Regions from separate parts of the Mus musculus genome. Here region 1 is linked to region 2. A link is a contact called in public promoter capture Hi-C data. All regions are on one chromosome and are shown on one strand. The core of a region is the stretch at or near the end of the contact, and the rest is flanking DNA. Distances in the headings are between cores, read along the strand shown.

Region 1 (6,976 bases), core at 517-3,016, 450 kb after region 2:
GCCCAGTGGCACTCCAAATCTCTGGGAGTTGCCCAGGGCAATGTCCACTCCAAACTCTCCAGGTGGCCTCAAAATACACAGAGCTAAAAGGTCAGTAGCACAGCAGGTCAGGCTCTGGGGAGGAAATGGAGAAGAGGTCAAGGTTATCACCTTATCCTGACTGTGCAGGAGTTGTCTCCACTACAAACAGGCTGGCTGGGAGGGGCATTGCTGGGAACTCCATTTGATTATGCATTCATATGGAAGAATATTTACCAGGGATCAGTGAGTGACAGTAACAAAGAGGAAGGAGTAGGGGAAGAAGATGTCACCATTCCATGTGATAAAAGACAGACAGATATGGGAACTGGGACACAGCGTCCTGAACCTCAGCAGGGGGCTTACCTACCCCAGTCTGATGGGCTCTGTCTACAAGTTCTGTGAAGTCCTCCACCTTCCCCTCAGTGTCTGGGTACTGGAACAGCACCCCACAGACGTCTTTGCCACTGAAATCCATTTCGTGGGGTAACTTCAGCTCGACAAGCACCCCCCTATATCTGAAAGTACAAGGGAAAATTGGTCCTTTTTATTATGGTGTGTGAGTGCATGCATGCCCGTGTGTCTGTGTGTGTCTCTGTGTGTGTGTGTGTGTGTGTGTGTGTGTGTGTGTGTGTGTGTGTGTGTGTGTGTGTGTGTGCGTGCGCACGTGTGACATGTTCATTAGCGCAGATACTCATGTGCCAAGGTACGTGTGTAGGGGTTAGAAGATAAGTGAGGTCTCTCTTTTCATCATGGCTTGTGATGATAAAACTCATGTTGTCAGGCTGCTGACCCATCTCTTAAGCCATCATGCCTGGCCCAAAAAAATGCAATCAGCAGCAGCTTGTCCCCAGGGAGACTGTATTCATTTTCTGTTCTTTCCCTAGGTGTGCTTCTGGCCTCACTCCCAGTCACACCTCACCTCATACCTGGCTCATCAAAGTTTAACAGGGCTCCAGGCCAACTCACATGCATGCTTCACTCTTCAGTCTCTTTCTTCTGTCCTTCCCACTCCCCTCTCCCTAACTCTCTGTGAGAACCTACTCCTGGCAGGAGCATCACCCCCTAGAGCTAAAGATCCAGCCCTTACCACAGAGGCATCTCCGGGACACCCCGGCTCAGCTTAAGGTAAATGAAACCTGTCCAAATGGCAACAAGGACTTCCTTAGATTCTTAAAACCCTCTAACTACAACTCCAACCCCTTCCGAAGGACAGTGTGGAGCAGAAAAACGCCCTGTGTTGCCAAAGCAGAAAGAGGATGCAGTAATGGCTGGGCCGGGGATGTTTCAGTTGCTTACAGGACTAAACGATGCAAAGGCACATAGGACTAATCAAAGTGGTCCTTAGTTGTGGTGTGGTTTCCTTAGCAACTGCATCTGCATGAAGCACACCGGAAACCATGGCCATGGCAGGCATGTTTGAGTGAGCTCTGCTTTCCCAACTTTCCAAAACATTGCTGCAGTTACTTTATTTCATCTTTTGTTGGCCCTCTGACCCTTTTCCATTTTTTTTCTCGGTACTAGGGATTGAAACCAGGGCCTCAGCCGAGGCTAGCTAGTGTCCTACTGCTGAGCCATAGCCCTAATCTCTACTTTGGGACCATGTGGCTCATCTGGCCACAGACTTGAAATCCTCCTGCCTCAAGCTGATTTTAGTATTTTAAATTTTATCACGAGATGACAGAACAGCATGGGGACTTACGAAATCACAAAGGCAAATGAACTCAGCATGTGTTTGCCCCTCAGTACTGACGAGGGACTTGGCAGAGCATCCATGGGAGAAAGTTAGCTGGGGAAAGCAAACTCACCAAATCCAGTCTAAAGCCAGCTCACTTCCAATCAGACTGGAAGTGGGAAAGAGAGACAAGGTAGAGATGATATGATATTACCCGTGGCTCAAAACACAATTTAAATCAATTACTTGGCTCGAGTCTGGACAACAGCTATCGTCTGTGGGTGACAACGAGGATCAACGAAAAATTTCTTCCTCTTGTTGTGTCTGTTGAAAAGAAAAAGCACATTTAAACTTGAAGATTTTTTTTCCCCTTCTCTGGTATTCTGGTTTGGCCTCCAACTCTATTGAACTTCTGATCCTCCTGCCTCCGCCTCCACAGTGCAGAGTGCAAGCCTTTATGGCTAGTGTAGCTAGTGATGGTGTTCAACCTGGTCAAGTTCTCTACCAACTGAGCCACTTCTCCAATACCAAAAGCAGTGAGGGAAACTCTAAGCATACTCTAAAGAGAAATGAGCGATTGGTGACTCAGTTCCTGACAGCAATCCAGGGAAATTCAAGCCTGTTCCAACAAACACAATGTAACAAAAACCAATTCAGTTTTAGGACATCTACACTATGATAAAAAGAAAAGGACAGATATTAGGTATAAAGGGAAATTGAAACCACTTCAAAAAACGTCTCGTAAAGTAATATATCTTGTTGTCAGAGGTATTTTAGCTTAGAGTCTCAGGTGGGCAGAAACAAGACAGACCCTGCCTCAACGAAGTTGGAGAATGACTCCCCCCAGACCTTCCAGCCTCTACATGGATATTATGGCATACATGTGTGCGTACACACACGCATACACACATCACACACATCACACACACATACACACCTCACACACATCACACACATCACACACACACCCACACCACCCATACACCACACACACACACACACACACACACACACACACACACACACACACGCTTGAACTCTAATTTACATGGAGACATAAGGAGAAAGGAGGAAGGAAGCTTTTCCTGAGGGAGAGCAGCTCATCACCACAAGGCAGCCCAAGGCCAACCCTGCAGAGCAGGTAGGAAACCCTTGGCCCAAACAATCAAATAAGCAAAGAAAAAACACCTCCACTTCTGTGAGTGTGAGGTGAAAGCTACACAGGGGCCAGGGCTGTGTCTTAGCTGAGAGAGTGCTTGCCTAGCATGTAACAGAGCCTGCATTTGAATCTCAGCACGATAAGTCTGCAACCTCAACACCTGGAATATATATATATATATATATATATATATATATATGTGTGTGTGTGTGTGTGTGTGTGTATATATATATATGTATATATAAAATAAAGTATATAATATATATAAAGAATATCTGAAGGTCAGGGTAATCCTCAGCTATACATTGAATCCAGGCCATCCTGGATTGTGACAGCCTGCCTAAAATGATAAAAAGAAATTTTAAAATTAGAAGTAGGGAACAAAATTTACAAAAAAAAAAAAAAATCAATAAAAAGCTGAGAATAGTGACAGAGAACATACATAGATTGCCATCCTGTGTGCCATCTTCCATGAAGAACCTGAACTTACCCTCAGTGCTGTTAAGGAATCAGAAGGGCCCCGGGTGGGCTCCACCACCAGAACATTCATACCTAGAGGGAGCCTGTACCTGCCTGGACCCTACAGCACCATTATCTGTGGAAGCCAAGAATTAAACTCATCTGCGCACTCAGGACAGAGGCTCCAGTTCTTAGGAAACATCACAAATATGGGCATATTTCCCAACCTAAATATGAATTCTTCCATGAAGATATGTTCTAATATTCTTCCAAAGCACAGGGTGGAGGAAGGGGGACTGTAGAGTGATTGGTAACTGTACCCTGTGACCCGGTAACTTATGGAAATGGATTATCAGGAAATAATTAGAATTCCTGAGGAAGATTATCTTAGGGACATGCAAAGTAATTTCTACTAACAGAAGATAGTGCATATAAACTAAATGTGTCTAGGCAGATGTGAGGTTAAATAACCACAGCCCTTCCATGCCACAGACACAAGAAAAGTTCTCGTCTAGGGGCTGGAGAGATGGCTCAGTGATGAAGAGCACTTGCTGTTCTTCCAGAGGAACCAAGTTTAGTACTCAAAGCTATGTTGGGTGGCTCCAAGGGGACCTGACACTTTCTGACTTCCTTAGGCACCTGTGCACAACACACACACACACACACACACACACACACACACACACGCATAAAACAAAACAACAACAACCCAAAAAACCCTATTCTAGAAAGCCAAGTAAGAATGAGGTGTTCAAAATATACTGTGAAATAGGAAGGAAAAGCAGGCGGAGAGGTGTGTGTGTGAAAGGCCAGCACTAATAGGTAGGGACAGGAAGAGCTGAGGAAGTCCTCGAGATCTCATAAAAGGCAAGGCCTGAGAAAACAACTAAGGGTCAGAGGGCACTCACAGCCCTGGGATTATGTGCTGCACAAGAAGTTGGGAGTTGGGGGGAGTAGGGGGTGGGGGAAAGCAATGAAAACAAGGCAAACTCTAAACATAGAAAATTCTTCCTAAGGAGTCAGGCTGATGGTGTCCATTACAATGTCAGTTCCTCCCACGCTCCACTCCTCCTATACTCCACTCCTATACTCCAGGTACCAGGGCAAGGCTATGCCCATATGGAGCTCATTTCTCAGGTCAGGCCACGTGAAGGAAGGCGTTCAGTGAGATGTACATAAAAGCTGTGGAGTGAAATCTTCGTGAGGCCTTTAATTGTCTAGAAGCACCCCTGGGTCTCTGCCCTTCACTTTTTCCTGAGTGCAGATGTCCAGGCTAGAAGCCTAACAGTCATCTTCTGGCATGAGGATATAATATAATATAACCCTATAAAGGTGGCAGAAAGAAAGGGACCCCTGTCCTTGATAGCACCTCAGGGCTGTCCAATAAGTCAACTGTGGACTTACGCAATTAGAAGCTTGAAAATGATTGTAACATATATATGAGCCCATGCACATACATTGTGTGTGTGTGTGTGTGTGTGTGTGTGTGTGTGTGTGTGTGTGAGAGAGAGAGAGAGAGAGAGATAGAGAGAGAGGGAGGGAGAGAGAATCAGTAAGCTTACCCATGTGTACAACAGGAAAGTGTTGTATGGTTTTGTAGTTTTCCAACTCATGACTCATTTTTGTCAGATAACTCTTCCCATGACCTTGGCACACCAAGGAGGGCTAGCTGAAAGGAGGGAACTCAACTGAGATCTGGCTGGAGGTAAGCCTGTAGGGCATTATTTAAATTAATGATTGATTTGGGACGGTCCAGCCCATTGTGCATGGTGCCATCCTAGGGCTGATGGTCCTGGGTTCTATAAGAAAGCAGGCTGAGCAAGCCATGGTTAGCAAGCCAGTCAACAGCACAGCACCCCTCCATAGCTTCTGTATCAGCTCCTGCTTCCTGCCCTGTTTGAATTCCTGTCCTGACTTCCTTCAATGATGAATAGAAATATGGAACTATAAGCCAAATAAACCCTCTTCTCTACAACTTGGTTTTTGGTCATGGTGTTCTGTAGCATCAGTAGAAACCCTAACTAAGACAAAAGTTGTATATCACATCCAAATCAAACATTTGCTGAGGATAGAGCATAAAGACATTTATTTTGAAACAACCCTTTGAACAAAAGCAAATTTACTGATTGATTGATTGGAATGCCTGGCCCATCTGATGAGGAAAATTTGCATATGTATGAGATAGGTTTTATTTTTACTTAAAGAATTAAATCTTGGCTGAATGTTTGATTGGGGAAGATATACAGCATCTTCAGATTTCTCAAATTGATGGCCACTTTGATTTTTGTGATTGTCAATACTAAAATATAAATATAATATATAATATATAATATAGTGCAATATGGCAGAAAGACTCTATGTATAGTAAACTGCAGTTTAATTCGACACGGTGGCTCATGCCCATAATCCTAACACTTGGGACTTGGAAGGTAGAGGTGGAGGGATCAGGAGTTCAAGGTCACCCTCAACTATATAGCCAGCCTCTGGAGCATGAGAACTGACCAAAACAAACCAAAACCAAAACCCAGCCCTGTAATTCATAGCGTGCGATAATTTTGAACATGAACTGTTTCAGGCAGCATTTGTTGGTGTGTGTAACATGAAGAAGGCACATGAGATACAAAGTGGCATGTGTGTGATAAGACCAAAGCTGTATAATGCAGTCAGATCTTACAAGGTCTGCCAAAAACACCTGCGATTCATTAGTGTTCTATTAATTAACTTTTGGTTGCTACACATTCAGAAAATCATCTTTACTGATGCCAATTTTCTTTTGGCAAACTCTACATGCAGCTCTAAAACCCCGCACGGGGTTTCCACCCACAGTTCTCAGGGGATGCCTGTCTTCCGGAGGGGCAGGCTCTCCCACATAGCCTCTCACCTGTGGCACAGTTGCATCGCCTCTGCAGCCGCGGTTGCCTCATCCAGCAGGGAAGCGTTGGCCATGTCCAAGCCTGTGATGTCAGACACCATGGTCTGGTAGTTGAGTAAACTCTCCAGCCTCCCCTGGGACACCTCTGGCTGATACGGAGTGTACTGGGTGACCCTGAGAGGGAAACAGAAGACCATAAACCTCGCCGCTCCTGACCAGAAAAGCTCCTGAAATCCCTTTGTTTTCAAATTCAATACCCAAAGCTCTTGAGAATTATATAACACACTGGAAAGACTCTGAGATGACCAACTTGACTGGACTTAAACCTGCTTAGGCGATTGATGACATACATTTCTGAAGACCCAGTCGGAATGTGGACAGAGACTCACCCCGAGGAGGACAGCACCATGCAGCAGTTTAGAGATTGAACTGGATTGAAAAAGAAGGCGAGTTCCTGGTTGCCAGGATATGAACTCCTGTGTTCCCTCACCTTCCCTCCCAATGACATTGACATGGGGGGTGACCTGGGCAGGTGATAGCTCGGCAGGTGAAGGGGTTTGCCACTTAGCCTAGCAAACTGAGTCCAACCCCTGAGACCCAAGTGGTAGGCAAGAACTGCCTAAGGAGGTTGTCCTCTGACCTCTCTCTATGTGCACGCTGTGGAGGTCCTGGGAAGCACCCCAATACATACATACATGCATACACACATGCATACATACACACATGCATACATACACACATGCATACATACATACATACATACAAACAACCTTAGCCAAAATAAATCTTTTAC
Region 2 (7,174 bases), core at 4,024-6,523:
CTCATAAAGCCTACCTTGGCTTCCCCACCGCCCCTAGGTACAGAGAGCCGTCTGGTCAGTCTAGTCCAGGGAGCTTTTTTAGCTTTAAATAGGACTAACCCTAATATGACTCAATCATGCTGGTTATGCTATGCCTCTAGCCCCCCTTATTATGAAGGAATAGCTCAGATCAGGACTTATAATATTACTTCAGATCATTCTCAATGCCTTTGGGGAGAAAACAGAAAGTTGACTCTAGCAGCAGTTTCAGGAAGAGGGCTTTGTCTGGGCCAGGTACCTCAGGATAAAGGGCACCTCTGTAATCAGACCCAGAACATCCAGTCTAGCAAAAGTGGTCAGTATCTAGTGCCCCCCCCCTAGACACAGTGTGGGCTTGCAATACCGGTCTCACTCCTTGTGTGTCTATGTCTGTTTTTAATAGTTCCAAAGATTTCTGCATTTTGGTTCAGCTTATTCCTAGACTCCTGTATCATGATGATAGCTCCTTTTTAGACAAATTTGAGCATCGGGTCCGCTGGAGAAGAGAACCCGTTACCTTAACTTTGGCAGTTCTATTAGGATTGGGAGTAGCGGCTGGAGTAGGTACAGGAACCGCTGCCTTAATTAAGACCCCCCAATACTATGAAGAACTACGTGCAGCCATGGATGTTGATCTTAGAACTATAGAACAGTCTATAACCAAATTAGAAGAATCTTTAACTTCCCTGTCCGAAGTGGTGCTACAGAATAGAAGGGGATTAGACTTATTATTCCTTAAAGAAGGAGGACTCTGTGCTGCCCTAAAAGAAGAATGTTGTTTTTATGTTGACCATTCAGGAGTAATCAAAGATTCTATGGCCAAACTTAGAGAACGCCTAGATATACGTAAAAGAGAAAGAGAAAGCCAACAAGGATGGTTCGAAAGCTGGTTTAATAAGTCCCCTTGGCTCACCACTCTCCTCTCCACCATAGCAGGACCTTTAATTACACTTATGCTTTTGCTTACTTTTGGCCCCTGCATCCTTAATAAGTTAGTAGCTTTTATTAGAGAAAGGATAAATGCAGTACAGGTTATGGTACTAAGGCAACAATATCGGGTCCTTCAAGAGGTTGAAAACTCGCTCTAAGATTAGAGCTATTTTCTAAAAGGAGTGGGGAATGAAGAATAAAAAATTACTGAACTCTTCCTCACCCCAGAGCCCGACCCCTCCCATCTAGAGAGTGTTCCCAGAACACTCCTGAACTCTTCACCCCAGAATGCATTCCTGAACTCCTCACCCTAGAGTTCGAACCCTCCCAACTAAAGACTGTTCCAAGAACATTTTTGAGATAAGGGCCTCCTGGAACAACCTCAAAATGAACCGGGTACATTGCCAAATAATAGGACATGACCCCTTAGTTACGTAAAATTCCCTTGGCAGAACCCCTTGTCCCTTGGCAGAACCCCTTAGTTATGCAAACTTGTACTTTCCCTGCCCCGCTCTCCCCCCTTGAGTTTTTCCTATATAAGCCTGTGAAAAAATTTGGCTCGTCGTTGATTCTCCTCTACACCATACTAGGTGCATGAGTTTCGACCCCAGAGCTCTGGTCTATGTGCTTTCTTGCTGTTGCGTTATTAAATCTTGCCTTCAACATTTTGAGTTCGGTCTCGGTGTCTTCTTGGGTCCGCGGCTGTCCCGAGGCTTGAGTGAGGGTCTCCCTTCGGGGGTCTTTCACTACAGGTGGGTGGTCAGGGGAGTTTAGCAACTGAAGTTTAGGGCAGTGGCAGAGATGGAGATAAGAAAATGGTAAGGGCACACTTTTCCAGGCGGGAGATAGCAGCTCCCGGCAATTGTGCTAAGGTTTCAGGGGAGGCTGGAAGGGGGCTGGTAGCGTGGTCCGATTTCTGAAGCAAAGGCAGGTAGCACAAAACTATACAGAGCATAACATTTTAATTTTAATATAACATTGTTTGAATTATTTGAAAACTCCAATCATGAATACACTGGACTTTTATTACATCTACTTCCTATACTCCTACTCCTAGATCTCCCACTTCCCTTTCCCAACTGTATATGCCCTTTGCCCCATTTTTCTTTATATTGGAAATAGATTTTTTTCCCATATAATATGCCCCTTCCCTCTACTCCTGTTCGTTTTACCCCACCTCCTCTCCTCCAGATAATTCACTCCCTTTCTGTCTCTCCTTAGAGAAGAAAGGTCTTCTAAGATTTAACAACCAAACATTACAAAATAAAATGTAGTAAGAGAAAGCAAAGCCATCACGTTGAGGCTGGACATGGCAACCCAACAGGAGGAAAAGAGCCCCAAAGCAGACAGGAGAATCAGAGACCCACTCATTCTCACATGCAGGAGTCCCATAAAAATACTAACCTAAGAGTTATAATACACAGGGGACCTGGTGCAGACCTGTGGGTAGGCCCTGTGCTTGCTGCTTCAGTCTCTGTGAGCTCATATGCATCTCGCAGAGTTGCTTCAGAGGGCTGTGTTCTTCTGTCGTCCTCAATCCCGTCTGAACACTCTTTCTCCCTCCTTTGTCTTGGAGTTCCCTGAGCTCTGAGGGGAGGGGCTTGATGGAGACCTCCCATTTAGACTCTTTACGTGTAATGTCTGGCTGTGGGTCTCTTTCAAACCCGTAGTGTTTGGTTTTACCCTAGGTCTCTGGGTTATCTAGGCTGTGGTTCTTGGTCACCAAGCAGTGTTGGGTACGGGGGCTTGTCTTGCGGAGTGAGCCTAGAGTCGAATCGGATGTTGGTTGGTTGGTCATGCCCACAGGTTCTGTGCCTCTGTTGCTCTGACCTATTCTGCATGCCGGTCAGACTGTGGGCCTTTAAAAAAAAAAAAATCTCCGGACCCAGCCCCAGTTCTGGGGACAAGCGTGTGTTCCGGTTCTGTCCCAATGCCTACCTGAGGTTGTTCTACCTGAGATGTTTTTCTCCCTCCTTTTTTCTTTTTTCTTTTCAACAGGGCCTGGGATTGAACACAGGGAGTCACCCGTGCCCTGCCACAGAGCCACAGTCCTAACACCTTTCCATATTATCCCAGAATTTCATTTTTACCATTTCATTCTCGGTTAAAAATGTTAGTCCTGCCCTGCTGGGTAGTGGTGGTGCACACCTCTAATCCCAGCACTCGGGAGGCAGAGGCAGGTGGATTTCTGAGTTCGAGGCCAGCCTGGTCTACAGAGTGAGTTTCAGGTCAGCCTGGGCTATACAGAGAAACCCTGTCTCAAACAAACAAACAAAAAAAAATTAGTCCTTTGCAAAAAAAGGCTCCCCCAAGGACAGGCTTTCTCCCTTCTCTGCTTTGTGTGTGTCCTTTGCTAATTTTAGTAACAGTCATTAAGTTTCCAGTAAGCTATTATCCTCACAACAAACTTGTTTGTAGCCCAGCATGGAAACTAGAGAGTCATAGGCTCTGAGAGGAGGTGCTCTCAGATATAAGGGGGAAGGGATCTCTGTGGTCAGCTCATCTGAGTCCTAGCCGATGAAGACTCTTGTACTCCTTAATCCGGGAGGGCTTGTCTGCCTGTGATAGTTAGGGACAGCCAGTTAGCAAAGGTGACTTCTGTCCCATCGCTCACAGTGATGTTAATGTAGAGTGGAATTATCCCTGTTTTAGTGAGAGTCCAAGTAGGTCTTGAAAAGGAAAATTTCACCTGTCTCATGAAAGTGCGTGGAAACTCTCAGTCCCCAGTGGACAGTTATTCCCATGGCCACCACAAACATCGAGGACATGGGCTGTAGGGCTTGCTTTCTAGATCTCAGTCCACAGGCTCTGGATCTCTGATGTGGAAGTGCAGTACCCAGTCAGACTTGGACTTCAGACAGACTGTCTGTGTATTTGGAAGCAGAAGCTGGTGTGGGACTTGATTTCCTGTCTCAGCTTCCCAAGTGCTAGTAGCGTAGGTGTGTGCCACCACGCTCTGCTCACAAAATACTTTTTTTTTAAGTGTAACTTTATTCCAACAATATCTGAGACTTTTTAAAAAAATGTTTTGAGACCTTTTAAAATAAAATTTTATTTAAAATTTGAGAATTTCACACCATGTATTTTTTTTTTGTCACATCCCTTCTCTACTTTCAAGAGCTTACCCTCTTTAGTCTCTACCCACCCAACTTGGAGTTCTCCTCCTCATCTTTCTCCTCCTCCTCATCTATCTCCTCCTCCTCATCTTCCCCCTCCTCCTCATCTTCCCCCTCCTCCTCATCTTCCCCCTCCTCCTCATCTTCCCCCTACTCCTTATCTTCCCCTCCTCCTTATCTTTCCCTTCCTCCTTATCTTCCCCTTTCTCCCCTCCTCCTCATCTTCCCCCTCCTCCTCATCTTCCCCCTCCTCCTCATCTTCCCCCTCCTCCTCACCTTCCCCCTCCTCCTTATCTTCCCCCTACTCCTTATCTTCCCCCTCCTCCTTCTCTTTCCCTTCCTCCTTATCTTCCCCTTCCTCCCCTCCTCCTCATCTTCCCCCTCCTCCTCATCTTCCCCCTCCTCTTCATCTTCCCCCTCCTCCTCACTTTCCTCCTCTTCCATCCTCCTCTTTCTCTTCTCCTTCACTCCTGAAGTACAGTTTGTGTTGCCAAACTACTCTCAGGAGTGGGGCCTGTCCTGGAATGTGGTCACACCACCAAAGAAAACTCACTCTCTCTTCTAGCATCTATCAAACAGCTCCACGGCTGGGGGAGGGGCTGTGTCTTTTTTGATTTTAAGTAGGTCTTGAGCATGCTGTCCCAACTGCTGTGAGTTTCTATGTGCAACCGCCCTGCTGTGTCTCCTTGAAGGCAGCCACCCCCTTTGACTACTACAACCTCCTCTTCCTGAAAGAGCCCAGAGCCTGGCATGGGGGAGGTGTGATATGTGACATGTGACACTCAAGTTGCACTTAGAGCTGAGCATTCCACAGCCAGAGGAATTTTTCTAGTAGAAGTATTACATTAGACACATGATAAAAATACTTGTTTATCTGAAATGTAAGTTTAACTGGATATCCTGTAATTTACCTGGCAACTTAAAGAGGAATGGCTTGCCTGGGGCAAAGTGTTGGTTTTGGGGAAAGCACAAGCCATCAAGGGCTCTGTTCTTTTCCTTCCTTCCTTCCTTCCTTCCTTCCTTTTTTTTTTTTAAAGGGTAGAATGAAGTTGGTTTCTTTCATGCCAAATAAGCAATCACAGACACCCATTAGGAATCCAAAACTCATGACTATCATGAGACTCAAGATCAAGTACGGAAAAAAAAATAATTTTTTTTTTTAAGATTAACAGCCAGAGAAGCCGTCTTCACATACAGAGCCAGACAGCAGGGAGAAGTGTTCCTCGGGGAAGGTAAGAACACCGACTTCTTGTTAACTGTACACTGTCCTGTTTTTCCAGAACAAGGCTTGGTCTCACCTTTGGAGTCTCTTAGACTCTTCCTCATTCCTCCAAGATTGCCAAGAATATCAACGTGTGGGGTGATGGTGGCAGGAACCCCTGTGCACTCCATTTAGTCTGTCACCCAAAGGGACTTCCGTTGGCTTCACTGGGGTGAGGTCCACTTATCCTGTAACTGTTTGCAGATTCTCTGAGCTTGAGGTAGACACCCACAGAGACAATTAATGCAGAGTTAATTGAGTCTCTTGTCTGCCAACGTAGGGCTCACCTTACACTCCCCATCGGAGGTGATCTCTGAGTTCAAGTGTAGTTTCCTTCTTACACCTGGGAAGGGCAAATTACATGCAAAATGTCCCTGTGGAAAGGAGTCACCTTCTGGGCTCAAGGAAATCCTGATTTTGCCCTCCCATTATCCATGTTCTTCAAATTGGAGCTAATTAATGAAATTCCGTGGGGGTTGACCCTTAACATTTATAATAGCAGTAATTTTTTTAAAAAGGCAAAAACCTGACCATAATGACAAGAGATGAAGCTTCTGTTATTGTCTTTTATTGAGCTCACAGTAGTTATGGTCACTGTAGTCCATGAGATTCTTGTTATTATTCATTTATCCACATTTTGGGTGTTTGGTTTGCGTATAGTGGCACATACCTTTAATTAATTCCAGGACTTGGAAAGCAGGGGCACACAGATCTATACAAATTTAAGGCCAGCCTAGTCTACATATTTCATTCTAAGACAGCCAGAGCAGTGCAGTGAAACTCTGTCTATAAAAATAGCTTTTAATTCCTTGCCGTGAGACCCGGATAGACAGAAACAGAAACTGAATTGGAGGGGGAAGAAGCTACTAGACGAAAGGAGGCCCCGGTATCCTCAGTCTGTCTTGGGTGATGTGTACTTGGCCAACAAGAACAGGGTCCCTTGTGCAAAAGTGGCTTTGGAAGATGTGGTCTATACATCTGGCCAGGCTTGGGCTGGGATGCTCTGGGAGACACTTCTCATTAAACACTGCAAACTTCTGCTCTCCCAGAGATTGATAACAGTGGTAATTTGGGGAAAAATAAGGCATATATTTTTGGCCTCTCTCTCTCTCTCTCTCTCTCTCTCTCTCTCTCTCTCTCTCTCTCTCTCTCTCTTTCTCTTTCTCTGTGTGTGATTGATAACAGTGGTAATTTTGGAAAAAAATAAGGCATTTTTTGGCTTCTCTCTCTCTCTCTCTCTCTCTCTCTGTGTGTGTGTGTGTGTGTGTGTGTGTATGTGTGTGTGACATGCGCGTGTGTTGTTTTGTTTTTGTTTTTGTTTTTTGAGACAGAGTGTCTGTGTAGCCCTGACTGTCCTGGAGCTTTCTCTGTAGACCAGGCTGGCTTCAAACTCACAGAGATCCACCTGCCTCTGCTTCTCCAGTGCTGGGATTAAAGATGTGTGTCACCTCTGCTCAGCTTCTTTTATTGTTTTATTTTTACATTTATTATTCTATTATTATTATTTACTATTTATATTATTATGTGTTAATTTATTATTACAGTGTGTGTGTGTGTGTGTGTGTGTGCACTTGTTACAGTGCACATGTGGGACTATTAATGATGCCATGGGGCCTTCTCCCACCTTCACCAGGGTTCTGGGGCTCACACTCAGGTAAGTCGGGTTGCCAGGCTCATGTACAAACACCTTTCCCCACTGAATCATCCCTCCAGCCCCACCTCTTACTGACTGATGCCCTAGGCCAGCAAAGGTTAAAACAGAATGACTAAAATCCTCTCAGGAGTTTATCATAGAATCAAGCTGAAGGCCAGAGAAGACACGCCCCTGCGAGAACTCAGTTTTAAACAT

What was found. Promoter capture Hi-C pulls out the DNA fragments that hold promoters and counts their contacts.
Region 1: a promoter capture Hi-C map of pre-B cells shows a contact between it and region 2, with 2.5 times the contacts expected there. A contact is called at or near these places in 13 of 39 promoter capture datasets (the 3T3-L1 cell line, 3T3-L1-derived adipocytes, the C10 cell line and 7 more), 3 of 484 Hi-C or Micro-C datasets (nephron progenitors, olfactory sensory neurons and ventral hippocampal neurons), 1 of 130 datasets of targeted methods (astrocytes) and 3 of 9 other capture datasets (embryonic stem cells, liver and pancreatic islet).

Annotation. Positions count from the first base shown.
Region 1 is chr19:30,145,230-30,152,205 of GRCm38.p6, forward strand. It overlaps Gldc (glycine decarboxylase), which reads right to left. Exons shown (of 25, transcript NM_138595.2): 4 at 6,193-6,357; 5 at 1,940-2,017; 6 at 389-536; 7 at 1-114. Among named protein-coding and RNA genes, the nearest start is that of Gldc, 27 kb to the right of the region's middle.
Region 2 is chr19:29,692,668-29,699,841 of GRCm38.p6, forward strand. It overlaps Mlana (melan-A), which reads left to right and starts at 5,274. Exons shown (of 5, transcript NM_029993.1): 1 at 5,274-5,296.